3 separate regions of the Mus musculus genome follow, and all the other regions are linked to region 2. A link is a contact called in public Hi-C and promoter capture Hi-C data. All regions are on one chromosome and are shown on one strand. The core of a region is the stretch at or near the end of the contact, and the rest is flanking DNA. Distances in the headings are between cores, read along the strand shown. Region 1 holds the start of Nup98 (nucleoporin 98). Region 2 holds the start of Rpl27a (ribosomal protein L27A). Region 3 holds the start of Ccp110 (centriolar coiled coil protein 110).

Region 1 (4,090 bases), core at 407-2,906, 7.3 Mb before region 2:
AAGACTTCAGTTCTCTTCTGTGCTTTTGCATTATTTGTTTTTAGGTCTTATGGTTTATATAAACATCAAAACTACAAGCTGATTGATATATTCAGATCAAAATGACAATTCCATCAAATCTTAAGTAGCAGATTTAATTTTATCAATGTATTTCCCAGTACCTCTAACACGTTAAGCCTCATTTTTTTCATTTTACTGAAATGAATTCAATTATTTCTTTTATCACGTGCATAAGTGTTTTGCCTGTGTATGCTCTAGTTCTCTGGCCTCAATTTCCATAACTGGTGACATTACAGGCCTGCACCACATCTATCTTGGTTTTATTCCCCACCCCACTTGGCTTTTTGAGTCAGGGTCTCTGCAGCCCTAGATGTCCTGAAACTCAGTATGAAGAGTAGGCTAGCTTTGTAGTCACAGAGTGCCTCCTGCCTTTGCCTCTCAAGTGCTGGGATAAAAGGTGTGCACTGCCAAGGTTAAAGCCAATTTCATCATTTTTAAAGTTTTGTTCTCAAAAGTCTATGTTAAGTCTGGATGTGATGGCAAACACCTTTAATCTCATTACCTCAGCGTTAGAGGCAGGTGGTCTCTTTGAGTCTGTGGCAAGCCTGGTCTACATAGCGAATTCCAGGCCAACCAAGGGTTGTCTCCGAAGTTAAAAAAAAAAAAAAAAAAAAAAAAAAGCAAAAAAAGTCCCCATCAGGGTACTACTAATCAAGTTATCTTACTATATATAAACGAACATGAAAACAGCTAAACTAGAAGTGTTTTTGAAAATTATGTCAAATGCTGGGTCCTTACCCCTACCAAATAGAGAATTGCCAATATTGGGAGACTGGAACATAGAGGAAGGGTGGAAGAGTATACAAATTCTACTAGACTTGAATCAAGACACCTGGATTCTCTTCCTCTACCTACCTCCCACTAATAAAGCCTCTGTACTTGAGGCAGAGTGGGGGCGATTGACAATTTAAACGCTTATGGCTCCAGTTACTCAGAAATTCAATCTTTCTCACCTAGGTTTACACGGAACAGAAAGAACCCTTCATTTTATTTATCAGACAATTGTCAGTGTCTTAAAAAGCTAAACACAGTTCTGACTCACTCAACCCTCTGGTTGAACCCTAGACAAAACGTGTCCTGTAGAGTGGTCAAGGAAGTGACGGGGAGACCTCACTGAAGTCCCCCCAAGGCACCACCCTGCAAGGGTCTGCCTACCGCGGGCTGCTCACCTCCACCCAGCGAATGAATGAGTAGCACCGGAGAAAGCGAGGTTCACTCAATGTGGGCTGCGACCCGAGACCCCTCCGGCCTACGCCCCACACAGTTGGATCCCCTCCCAGGGCCTCCCGAGCCAGGCCGCAGGCCCCGGGCCCCGCCCCCTCACGCAGGCCCGAAGGAGCGCGCCCGGCACGAGACTCGGCGGCGGAGAGGGCCCCGGGCGTCCAGCGCAGATGCCGGTACAGAGAGGAAGATCTACCCGCCCAGCCCCGGCAGCGCTCCCGACTTACAGCGGTGCGTCTGGAGTGAGAGCCCAGGTCCGCCCGTCACCCGCCGCTCACCGCGCGGCCTCCAGAAAAACCGTCGTCGCCGCCGCCGCTGCCACCGACCGCCGCTTCGGGCGCAGCGCGCAGAGGCCTGACTGCGTCACACGCCGTCCACCGTCAGAGATCGGCTCCGGCCGCTCCGCCCTTGGCGGCCGGGCATTGGCGGGCCGGTCCGCCACTCGAGGCCCACACCGTTATTCATTGGGTGACGATCCTTTTGAAACCGAACGTGGAGGCGGTCTCTGATTAGGAACGGAGGGGAAGAGGAGGAGCGTAAGGAATTGCCGGGAAAGGGGGGGGGGGGGGGGAAAGGAGGGACGATGGGGAGGGATGTAGAGTCCCACTCCCTCTGCCGCAACGGTTGGCTGAGAGAGGCTCATGACGTCACACAGGCCCCTCGAAGAGGGCTGGTGCGTGGCTAGAGGAGTGAGCACCAAACCGCAGTGACGCTGTGTCCAGGCCCCGCCCCCTTCCTTGGAGCGCGGAGACTCGCTACGGAAGCTCCGGCCAATCAGAAGGAAGTCCCAAGGATGACCTGGTAATTGTTCTATCCTTCTCTAGCTCCTGTCTGCGGGCAATGATGGGAAGGCTCCTTGGCCACCTAGCTTGCACTTGGAGAGCCGGAGGACCCTTCCTGGAAACCCATCAATCCACAGATTGTCTGCAGACACTCCACTCCCCACTGTTCTTTCCAGCGCAAGCCAGCCCTCGCCGTACACTTTCCCCCTCTGAATCTCTAGAATAGACCTGAGCAATGGATTTGCCTTAACAGAGCTTGAGCCCAATGAGGAGATTCTTGGCCCTTCAGCCTCAGCTGCACTTTCAGAATCTATACTTGTTCTGGGTTTCTTGCGGCCTTCTCCAGGACACATTTGGTAACCTTTACAAGTCCCGGTGAAGTTCAGGCAGTCTGCTTGTAAAGACCTTGTTACTTTGTATCTTATTTATTTTCCGTTCTATGCCTCCTCCCTCCCCTGATCTGGGCCAAAGCTTCATTTTCATCCTTTTGGTGTCTTTTCTCCTAGGATCTAGCAGAGAGCAGAAGAGTGGGCATGTTCTAGAAACCAGACCTCTCTAAATTATTGAGGTCTCACAGATAACAGGAGCTGTGTTAAAAAAAAAAAAAAAAAAAAAAAAAAGAGGTACATACTACCTCTCCACCACGTCCTGGGAAATCAATATAGAACTGAAACGAGATTTGCTAAGAATTTTAAATGATTCCCTCAAACAAAAACATCTTAAAGGAGCTGGAGAGATAGATGGGCTCAGCGATTAAGAGCACTGGCTGCTCTTCCAGAGGTCCTGAATTCAATTCCCAGCAACCCCATGGTGGCTCACAACCAACTGTAATGGGATCTGGTGCCCTCTCCTGGTATACATAAAATAAATAAATCTCTTTTTTTTTTTTAAAGACAGTAAATGGAAGAAACATAATATATTGTCGATGTTCAGTATATACTTGAAAGAATAATGTATAAATCGCCTAACAGGAAAAGCTAGTTTGAACATCCATCTGTAACCACCATCCCTAAACCACTCTGTCCAAACACCCTGCTTTTCCATCACTCCTCCTTGCCTTTACTCTAAATCAGAAAGTCATTAGGTGGGGTATAATAGCCAAGATCTGTAATTTCAATTCTTAGGTAGCTGAGGTAGAATATGAAGCTGAAAGCCAGCCTGAAATACATGAAACTGTCTTAAAAACAAAATAAACAACAGTACTCAGGGTTTTATTTTTGAATCTTTACAGTGGCTCTCTTGCCACCATCCAAACCTCTGATTTTTTGGTTCTTCAGTCTTGAAATGCAACTACATTTAAACCTGCCCTGGACATTTATTTTAGTGTTCTTAAGAGTTGGCACATAGTTGATGTACCTTACAATTTACATATTTGTTGCATAGGTGAGTGAATTATTGTTTTAGCAGCAAAATAATAGAATTGTCGAACTTCAGAATCAGAGAACCCCCAGTTTAAATCCAGGCCCAACTATGATAATATGGGGAAAATCCCCAATAATTCTGGACATCAGTTTCTTTGTCTGTAAAATAAGGATAATTTTGCTTGACTTACAGACTGTTGGGAGAATGAAATGAAAGGAATATAACATTTGATATGGTACCTGGTACACAGTTTGCCCTCAATAAGTAATAGACTGACCATTTTAAATGTTTTAAGGCATGGGTTTTGAAATGTGTCTTAAATGACTCAACAGGTGAGTATATTTAATTCAAAGTATTAGTAGATGTTCAGAAGTTGGGATTCTTAAATGGTGTGTACTTATAGGAAGACTGGAGAGGATACATTGAAAGAGAAATGCTTCAGTGAGGAGGACCATGATGACTTTGAAGTTACTTATTTTATTTAAGATTTATTTATTATTTTATGTACGTGAGTACACTGTTAGCTGTAAAGCTGGTTGTGAACCTTCATGTGGCTGTTGGGAATTGAATTTAGGACCTCTGCTTGGTCCAGTCAGCCCTGCTCCCTCTGACCCAATGATTTATTTATTATTATAAATAAGTACACTGTAGCTGTCTTCAGACAC
Region 2 (3,575 bases), core at 689-3,188:
TCCATTGATAGATCACGTCCCTAATGGTAATTTCTAAGTAATTTGGCTCATTCCTTGAACATATGGGACAGCAGCAGATCTCTTCTTAAATTTTGATCCCAACTCTCAAACCTCTCTTTCTGCTAGACTTAGGCAGTATATGATTAATGCCTGTGAGATGAAGGAGAGATGAAGATCAGAGTATTGTGAGGTCAAAAGGGAGTGGTCACTGAGACTAAAAACGGGGAATCTGGAGAGGGAAGGGGAAGGCTAGGTCCAGGCTCTGTACCCTACCAACTTTATAACCTAGGACAAGTCACCCAGTTCTGTGTCTTTTGTCTCATGAAAAAATGAAGCTAGATTTTGTAAAGTTCAAGGCGCTCTGAGGATGTTGGGGGTCTTACCATTGTGGCCTGGAGTGCTATTGGAAGTAGTAGAATACTAAGGTAGTTCCTCTATTCTTTAGAGTTCAGAAAGAGTTGGTCATGAGGGTACATGCTTAAAATCTCAGAACATGGGAAGCTAAGACTGGAGGATCAAAAGGTTAAGGTTAGGGAAATCAAGAGTGGTACTGGGATACTAGCAGTGAAGGCATGGGTAGTTCTAATATTTGTCCTTATAACAGAAAATGGTAGTCCTCAGCCCTCAAAGAAAGCTCTCTTTGCAACAGGCAGAAAGAAACTGATATAGAAAGCTATAACCAATCAAAATGCAGAGGTGTGAAGTCCAGTCCCACTGGATAAATCTGTAAAACAACCCCTCCACCTAAGGCGAGGGAAAGACTGTAAGAGCCAGAGATCAGAGGCTTTACTGTGAAATTGTGTGTCCTAGGAGTGTAAGAAGCCACACCCATAGTATCACCAACAGGACTGCCTGAATAGGAGCTGAACAAGGACAGCCATAGATATGCTATTACAGCCCACACGAGAAAGTTCGAGACCATCATGCCTAGCCAATCGATTAGGAGTGTAACTCCAGCAGTCAGGAGGTACAAGGCCAGCCTTGGCTTCAGAGTAAGACCCTGTCTCAAAACAAATACAAGATCTTGAGGAAATGGTGTGGCTAAAGTCAAACTGCCCAGATTGTAATGGACTAAACACCGAGCAAGAAGCTAGCAGACAGACAGGATTTGCCCACTCTGCTTTCTGAGAGTTTTGACTAGAATATTCTTTAGTTTAACGGATCAAGTAAGAAACAATAAAACAGATTAAGGGGTTAGAATCTTGTGCACAAGTGTACCACTTTTGTTAGCAAGCAGGCTACACGCCAGGAACTCATGGATTTAAAAGGAAAACAAGCAAAATTGCCCAGTCCTGAACCCTTAGAGAATCTGGGCTCTATCGGGAAGAAAAATGTAACTTGGCAATTAGAAGTTACAAGTGTGATAGTTCGAGTAAACAAGTAACAAAACAGGTCCAAGAAGGTCGACACGGAAAATACTTGTATGAGGAGCACGCTGGGCTGGGAACCTCGGGTCCAGGGGAGTAAAAGCATACCAGCCAGAGTCTGGAGAAAATTCAAATGTGATGTTTATACAAAATAGTTACAGAATCTAGATCCCTGAAGCACAGAAGGCTGTTCAAATTTGGCAGGACATGAAGAGAGGACCAGAGCAAAAGAGAAGGGCAGTGTCCCTTTAAGGGACGTCAGAGGCCCTGCGGAAGTCTTGCCGATGCTCTGAGCCACCGCCATTGCTGCCCGGAGACAAAAACCAACCGCACCAGAAAAGAACAGTGCACTCCGACGATGACCGGCCGCAGCGGCGCTCGACTAGGGAGGAGCTACCGGGGCTTCCGGGGGCGGGCGCCACCGGTTCACCCCGCCCATCCACACGGAAAGGAAGAGGCGGGCGCCGGGAGCCGTGACGTCAGGAGCCCTTCCCGAAGCCGGCCTCCTGGCCGGAAATGAAGCATTGGTCCCGCCCCCGCGCCTGCTACCTCGCGAGACTTCGTGAGCTCCTCCCTTTTCCCTTTCTGCCACCGCCATGGTAGGTCTTCTCTTGGCCTCCGCTCCATCGCGGAGGGTCGGGGCTCTGCTTCCCAGCCTTTCAGCTGCTTGCTATGGTCCTAGTGGGTCTCCATGGCTGGGCGTAGCCTGCGGGGCGGGATGACCCACTCGGGTGTGGGGCGAGGAACGTGGGGCCGCGTGTTCCGACCAGAGCTGGGATCGCGTGGACGTGCGGGCCCGGGCGGCTGAGCACGCTCTGAGTCCCGGCCTCGGCTTAGCCGGTGCTCCAGAAGGCAAGTCCTCGTGTGCAGGCCTGATCCGGGCAGGCAGGCATTGCTGCCCTCTCCCCGGTCTCCCCATCCTCTAAGCAGGCCTAACCACTTTGCTGTTTTTCCCACGCAGCCATCCAGACTGAGGAAGACCCGGAAACTCCGGGGCCACGTGAGCCACGGCCACGGCCGCATCGGTAAGTGTGCGCCTCCTCGGCGTTTGGCCTTTGGAGTTTTGTTGGAAAGTAGACATCCGTGGGTGGAAGGAAACACTTGCAGTTCCCCTACTTTATGTTGGTAGCGGGGTGAGAGTTAAACACATGCCGCTGGGATGTGAAATGCCGTAAATGTTCCTTCTATCCCCGAGTCTTGATAAATCGGGCTTAGAAACGGATGGTAAACTGAGAGCAGGAATAAGGGCATGTGAGCAGCTATAAGTCACACAAGTTGCTTTGTGTGCCGACAGGTAAGCACCGCAAGCACCCAGGCGGCCGCGGGAATGCTGGAGGCATGCACCACCACAGGATCAACTTTGACAAATAGTGAGTGTTTTGGAAGTGGGGGCTGAAGGGGTGAGTTAGGACGGTGTCTCCCTGGAAACGGGCTTCTTACCATTTGGTATGGCTAGCTTTAGCAAGTAAACGCTGCACTTGAACTGAGGGGACCTGTCCGAGGCTAGAGTCACGCTCAGGTATTGCTTGTTGCCTTAGTGTGCTTAAGTCCTCGAAGAATAACTGCTGACCTTATTCACTGGCTGTGTGGACTTTCTGGCACAGTCAGTCACCAGGTTAGTGACATATGTCAAGTTAACCCATTCAAAGTTACGTTGCACCCTATTTAGGGAATCCTTTAAGGAGTGGGGGTGCTACTGAGTGACCTGACTTTTAGTTCAAAAATTGTATCTGGTGCCTGCTGTGTCAATGTTTACAGTAGTGAACACTTACACTCACTAGGAGACAACTACAAAGATAAGTTTTCTCAGTGAGGCTCTGAAGATGGTTGCCTTCCCTCCCCAGTCACCCAGGTTACTTTGGGAAAGTTGGTATGCGGCATTACCACTTGAAGAGGAACCAGAGCTTCTGCCCAACAGTCAACCTGGATAAACTGTGGACATTGGTCAGCGAGCAGACACGGGTCAATGCGGCAAAAAACAAGACTGGAGTTGCTCCCATCATTGATGTTGTTCGATCAGTGAGTGAACTGACTTGCCATTCGTTTTAAAAGATTTTATGTATATGAGAACACTCTTCAGAGAAAAACAACAGAAAAGGGCATCGGATCCCATTATGTATGGATGGTTGTGAGCTACCATGTGGTTGCTGGGAATTGAACACAGGCTCTCTGGAAGTCCAGTCAGTACTTAGAGCTGAGCCATCTCTC
Region 3 (3,943 bases), core at 1,163-3,662, 9.2 Mb after region 2:
AGAGGTTCACCTGTGTGTCCCCCCCCCCCCCTTGCTCAGCACTGAGATTGCATCAAAGCCCAGTTTTTAAAAGTGGATTCTGGCAATCAAACCCATCCTTATGTTGTTGGGCAGGCACTTGACTCATGCCCCAGACTTGATGTATATTTTATACAAGCAGAAATTTCTTGAGAGTTGAGCATGTTGACACTTGCTTTTAATCCCAGCACTCAGGAGGCAGAAGCAGGCCGATCTCTGAGTTTAAGGATAGCTTGGTCAACAGAAGTTCTGGGACAGCCAGGACTACAAAGAGAAACCCTGTTTTAAAAAACAAAAAACAAACTAAGGGAACAACAACAAAACCAGCTCCCCTAAAACTAACAAAACAAAAAACCCAAGCAAACAAATGAAAACAGGAGGAAGAGATTTCTTTAAAAGACTTTTCATTCTCAGATTAGAATGGTAGCCCACACCTGATCCAAGGATCTCTGGAGTTCCAGGTCTGTGCTTAAAGAACTCATTGTGGTTGGGCTAACTCCCACATCGGCTATGAAAAGATCTCCCTGTATTCTCAGTTTTTGTTTGTTTGTTTGTTTGTTTGTTTGTTTTCCAAGACAGGGTTTCTCTGTATAGCCCTGGCTGTCCTGGAACCCACTCTGTAGACCAGGCTGGCCTCGAACTCAGAAATCTGTCTGCCTCTGCCTCCCAAGTGCTGGGATTAAAGGCATGCGCCACCACTGCCGGGTGTATTCTCAGTTTTTAATCCCTGTGCCTGCAGAGCAGGTTAAGCAAATGTTTGTTCCTTCCCCACCTGCTCAAAAAGAAAAGGCAAGATGCCTTGGCAAAGGTCACATAGCCTTGACCTTTTCAATGTCAACTGCGTTAGTTTCTAGTGTGGCTTTTTGCATAATAAAGAGCTGGGGTAGAAGGACTGACAGAGGCAAAAGACATGGAAGTAGAGCAGAGAACTATAATAGCAGAGAACTTGGCTTGAGTTAGATGTGCTAACCGAGAGACTGCCCCAGCAAACAAGCCAACATCCTTATACTATACACAGGTCTCCAAGTCTTTATTATTAAGTTATAAGTGGAACCCCCACCCCAAAGCCCCACATTACATTGTCCTCAAGATTAACAGAACATGTCTGGACCTTGGACTCCATTTCAGGGCTCACTCACTGCTATGGGGCACTCTTGTCTCTGTCAGCTTTGTCCCTCACACCATGGTCCCCTCATGCCACCCTTCTTGAGGCACTGCCTCTGTTAAAGCCTTTGCCTGAGAGCCCATTCTCTGCGTCCCAGTGTTTCACTGGGATAGTGCTAGTGGGACAGATCTCACCTCTTGATACCCATCATCCCATGATTCCTCTGCCTCCAGCTCTTAGCCTACCTTTTTATTTTTATTTTTTGGCATGAGTGTATATATATATATATATATATATATATATATATATATATATATATACACACATGTACATATGTATAGGGAGACCAGAGATATCCATCTCTGTTGGGTATCTTTTTCAGTCAATTTCCACCCTAATTTTTGAGGATCTCATTGAAACTGGCTAGAATGGCCGGCCTGAGATCGCCAGGGAGTTCCTATTTCTATATCCCCAGGACTGGCAATTATAATTTTTAGCCAGGACTCAGAGCCTTTTTAGGGGAGTGTTCAGGCTCTGAACTCAGGTCCTCATGCTTGAGTGGCAAATGCTTTAGTGACTGAGCATCTCTCTAGATGACCCTTTCCTCCTATTAGAGATTTTTGTACCAGGTGCAGTATAAGAGTTTTCTCTGTTATGCCTCACAACCACTCTTGGTAGGCTCTTTAAAATTCCCACTATACATAAACAAAAATAAGCACCAGGAGGACGGCAAAGCCCAGTTATAGAATGGAAATGGTGTCATTAAATCAAAAAAGCTCTTAGTGAGTAATTTAGGTAAGAACTGATAAAAAATATTGGTGGATTTTTTTTTTTTGCCAACTTGAAGTTATCTTTTCCTCTGTATATTCCCCGCAACTGATCTGCAAAGAAGTGCAAATATATTAAAGCCTTGAGTTGGTGTCTGCGATTCAGCCACATTTTTCATTTATAGGGAAAACATGGGTGAATGTTGTACATTTTCCATCGACCAAACAGGAGACTATCTCTATACAGACAGACAGACGGACGGACGGACGGACAGACAGACAAACAAAAATACCCGACAACTTCCCAGGAACACTTTTGGGGTTTAAGGCCCTGAGGAGACTTTCTATGGTAATTTATAGTCAAAGCCCTTAGTTTGCAGTGAAGACTACTCTTCCCAGCGTGCATCTCGATTGCGTAAAGCTCATGTAAGCGCTTGCTGATGACCGCAGTGCACTTTGGGAATTGTAGTCTATGGAGGCCCAACCGCTTCAACTGCCCGCCAAACAGCCACCGGAAGTACCGGCCCTGAGGGGTGGAGTTGAGCTGGTGGCGGCGGCAGCGGTTGCCAGGATCCCGCGTTGCCGCCTGAGGGACCCGTAATATGGCGGGGAGGAGGAGGAGGAGAAGGCGGAGGACCTAGATGCGCTCTGTCTAAACCGACTGAGGCCTTTGCTTACAGAGGAGGCTGGTCCACGGGCAGAGAAGCTGACCGGGCAGTAGGTGTCAGGTGTGTGCAAGAGGACTGGGTTCGTTTTCCTACGGGTCTAGGCTGAGGTGAGACCCGGCATTGGTGTCCCGAGGGACAGAAGGCCGGCGTTCCGGACCCGGTTTGGCTTCCCTCGGTCACGAGCCCTTGAAGGCATCGGGAATGGGGAGGCGGGAGTTGAGGACCGGGGTCAGGGGGACTTGGAGGGGATGCTTGGATGCTGGCTCCGCCCAGTGAAGCATCCTGCGCTGAAGAGTAGGCACTTCATGGTGACTTCAGTTTGGTGTCGGAGGTAGTGTAGGAGGAGATGGAGGCGTCCCCCGGGGTGTGCACTGGCCATTTCTAAATACTGGTTACCGCAACCAAAGGCCCATAGGAGCGCTGTTTACACCAGCTTTGCCACTCTGGGGCATCTGCAGGATAATGTAGCTGGTTCTCTCAGACACCCATGATGCTGTTAAGTGGTTCCTACCTTAAGAGATGGATTTGGATGAGAAAGCCCTTTCTCATGTTTTCAAGTCACATTTGAGTCTCAGGAAGAACCAAAAATTGTCTCTTCTCCAAGAGTTCACACGGAGGTGATAAAAACACCATTATATCCTCCGTTTGGAAGCAGCTTCCACTTACTGATGCTTCTATTTGTCCTACATACAGTCCTGCGATTGCTGTCTGTGCCTTAGCTCATTGTTTTCTCATAAAATCGCCTTGAGACAGAGCCCCACTTTATAGATGGTGGGGTCCAGGGATATTAGCCTACCATGAATGTACGAACAGCTAGTATGTCCTTAAACAGCATATCTTTCTCCCTTTACAGACTCTGTAGGAAGTTTATGTGTTTGTGGAAAAACTTAGTGGTAAGCAGCCAGCCTTGGAAGCTGTGTTACCTTCGCCTTTCCTTTCAGTGACATTTCTGAGTACAGGTTATGAATAAGTAGATAGGAGCCATGAGGCTATAGGGTTTGCCAAGAGACTTCCTGGACAAAGGTCACTTGTAATTAGGTAGAAATGGAGTAGAAAAGGCATGCCTGGACCTGCTGAGGCTGGTGTGAATGTAAGTGGACCATGGACCAGTAATGCCTGATGCTAAAGTATGGGGTGGTAGGTTTGAGGTTGGGATCACCTTGTCATCAAGACTCCCTTAAAATAAACCTTGCTTGCAAGTGGTAACTGGTGTGAGAAATGTAGTGCCCTCTTGCACAATTGTAGAATCCCGGACTCTCTTTTTAATGACTACTTTTGCAATTGAGAGGTACCTAGTTCTCTGGGAATAGGGTTGTTCTCCAAGTTGCCATTCTCAGAATTCTCTTCATTCTGCTAGTCTTGCTTTACATTGCTTGATCTATTTG

The links. Promoter capture Hi-C pulls out the DNA fragments that hold promoters and counts their contacts. Hi-C and Micro-C count contacts between places; a contact is called where the count stands out from the background.
Region 1: a promoter capture Hi-C map of liver shows a contact between it and region 2, with 10 times the contacts expected there. The contact joins the promoter of Nup98 here to the promoter of Rpl27a in region 2.
Region 3: a Hi-C map of CD8 T cells shows a contact between it and region 2, with 7 times the contacts expected there. The contact joins the promoter of Ccp110 here to the promoter of Rpl27a in region 2. A contact is called at or near these places in 3 of 484 Hi-C or Micro-C datasets (CD4 T cells, CD8 T cells and regulatory T cells).

Annotation. Positions count from the first base shown.
Region 1 is chr7:102,208,510-102,212,599 of GRCm38.p6, forward strand. Nup98 (nucleoporin 98) reads right to left here and starts at 1,657. Exons shown (of 33, transcript NM_001287164.1): 1 at 1,509-1,657. It also overlaps a transcript of Pgap2 not described here.
Region 2 is chr7:109,517,257-109,520,831 of GRCm38.p6, forward strand. It overlaps Rpl27a (ribosomal protein L27A), which reads left to right and starts at 1,939. Exons shown (of 5, transcript NM_011975.3): 1 at 1,939-1,966; 2 at 2,329-2,392; 3 at 2,662-2,737; 4 at 3,212-3,386. The coding sequence starts at 1,964. Snora3 (small nucleolar RNA, H/ACA box 3) reads left to right here and starts at 2,876; the gene lies at 2,876-2,995.
Region 3 is chr7:118,710,131-118,714,073 of GRCm38.p6, forward strand. Ccp110 (centriolar coiled coil protein 110) reads left to right here and starts at 2,413. Exons shown (of 15, transcript NM_001360794.1): 1 at 2,413-2,618.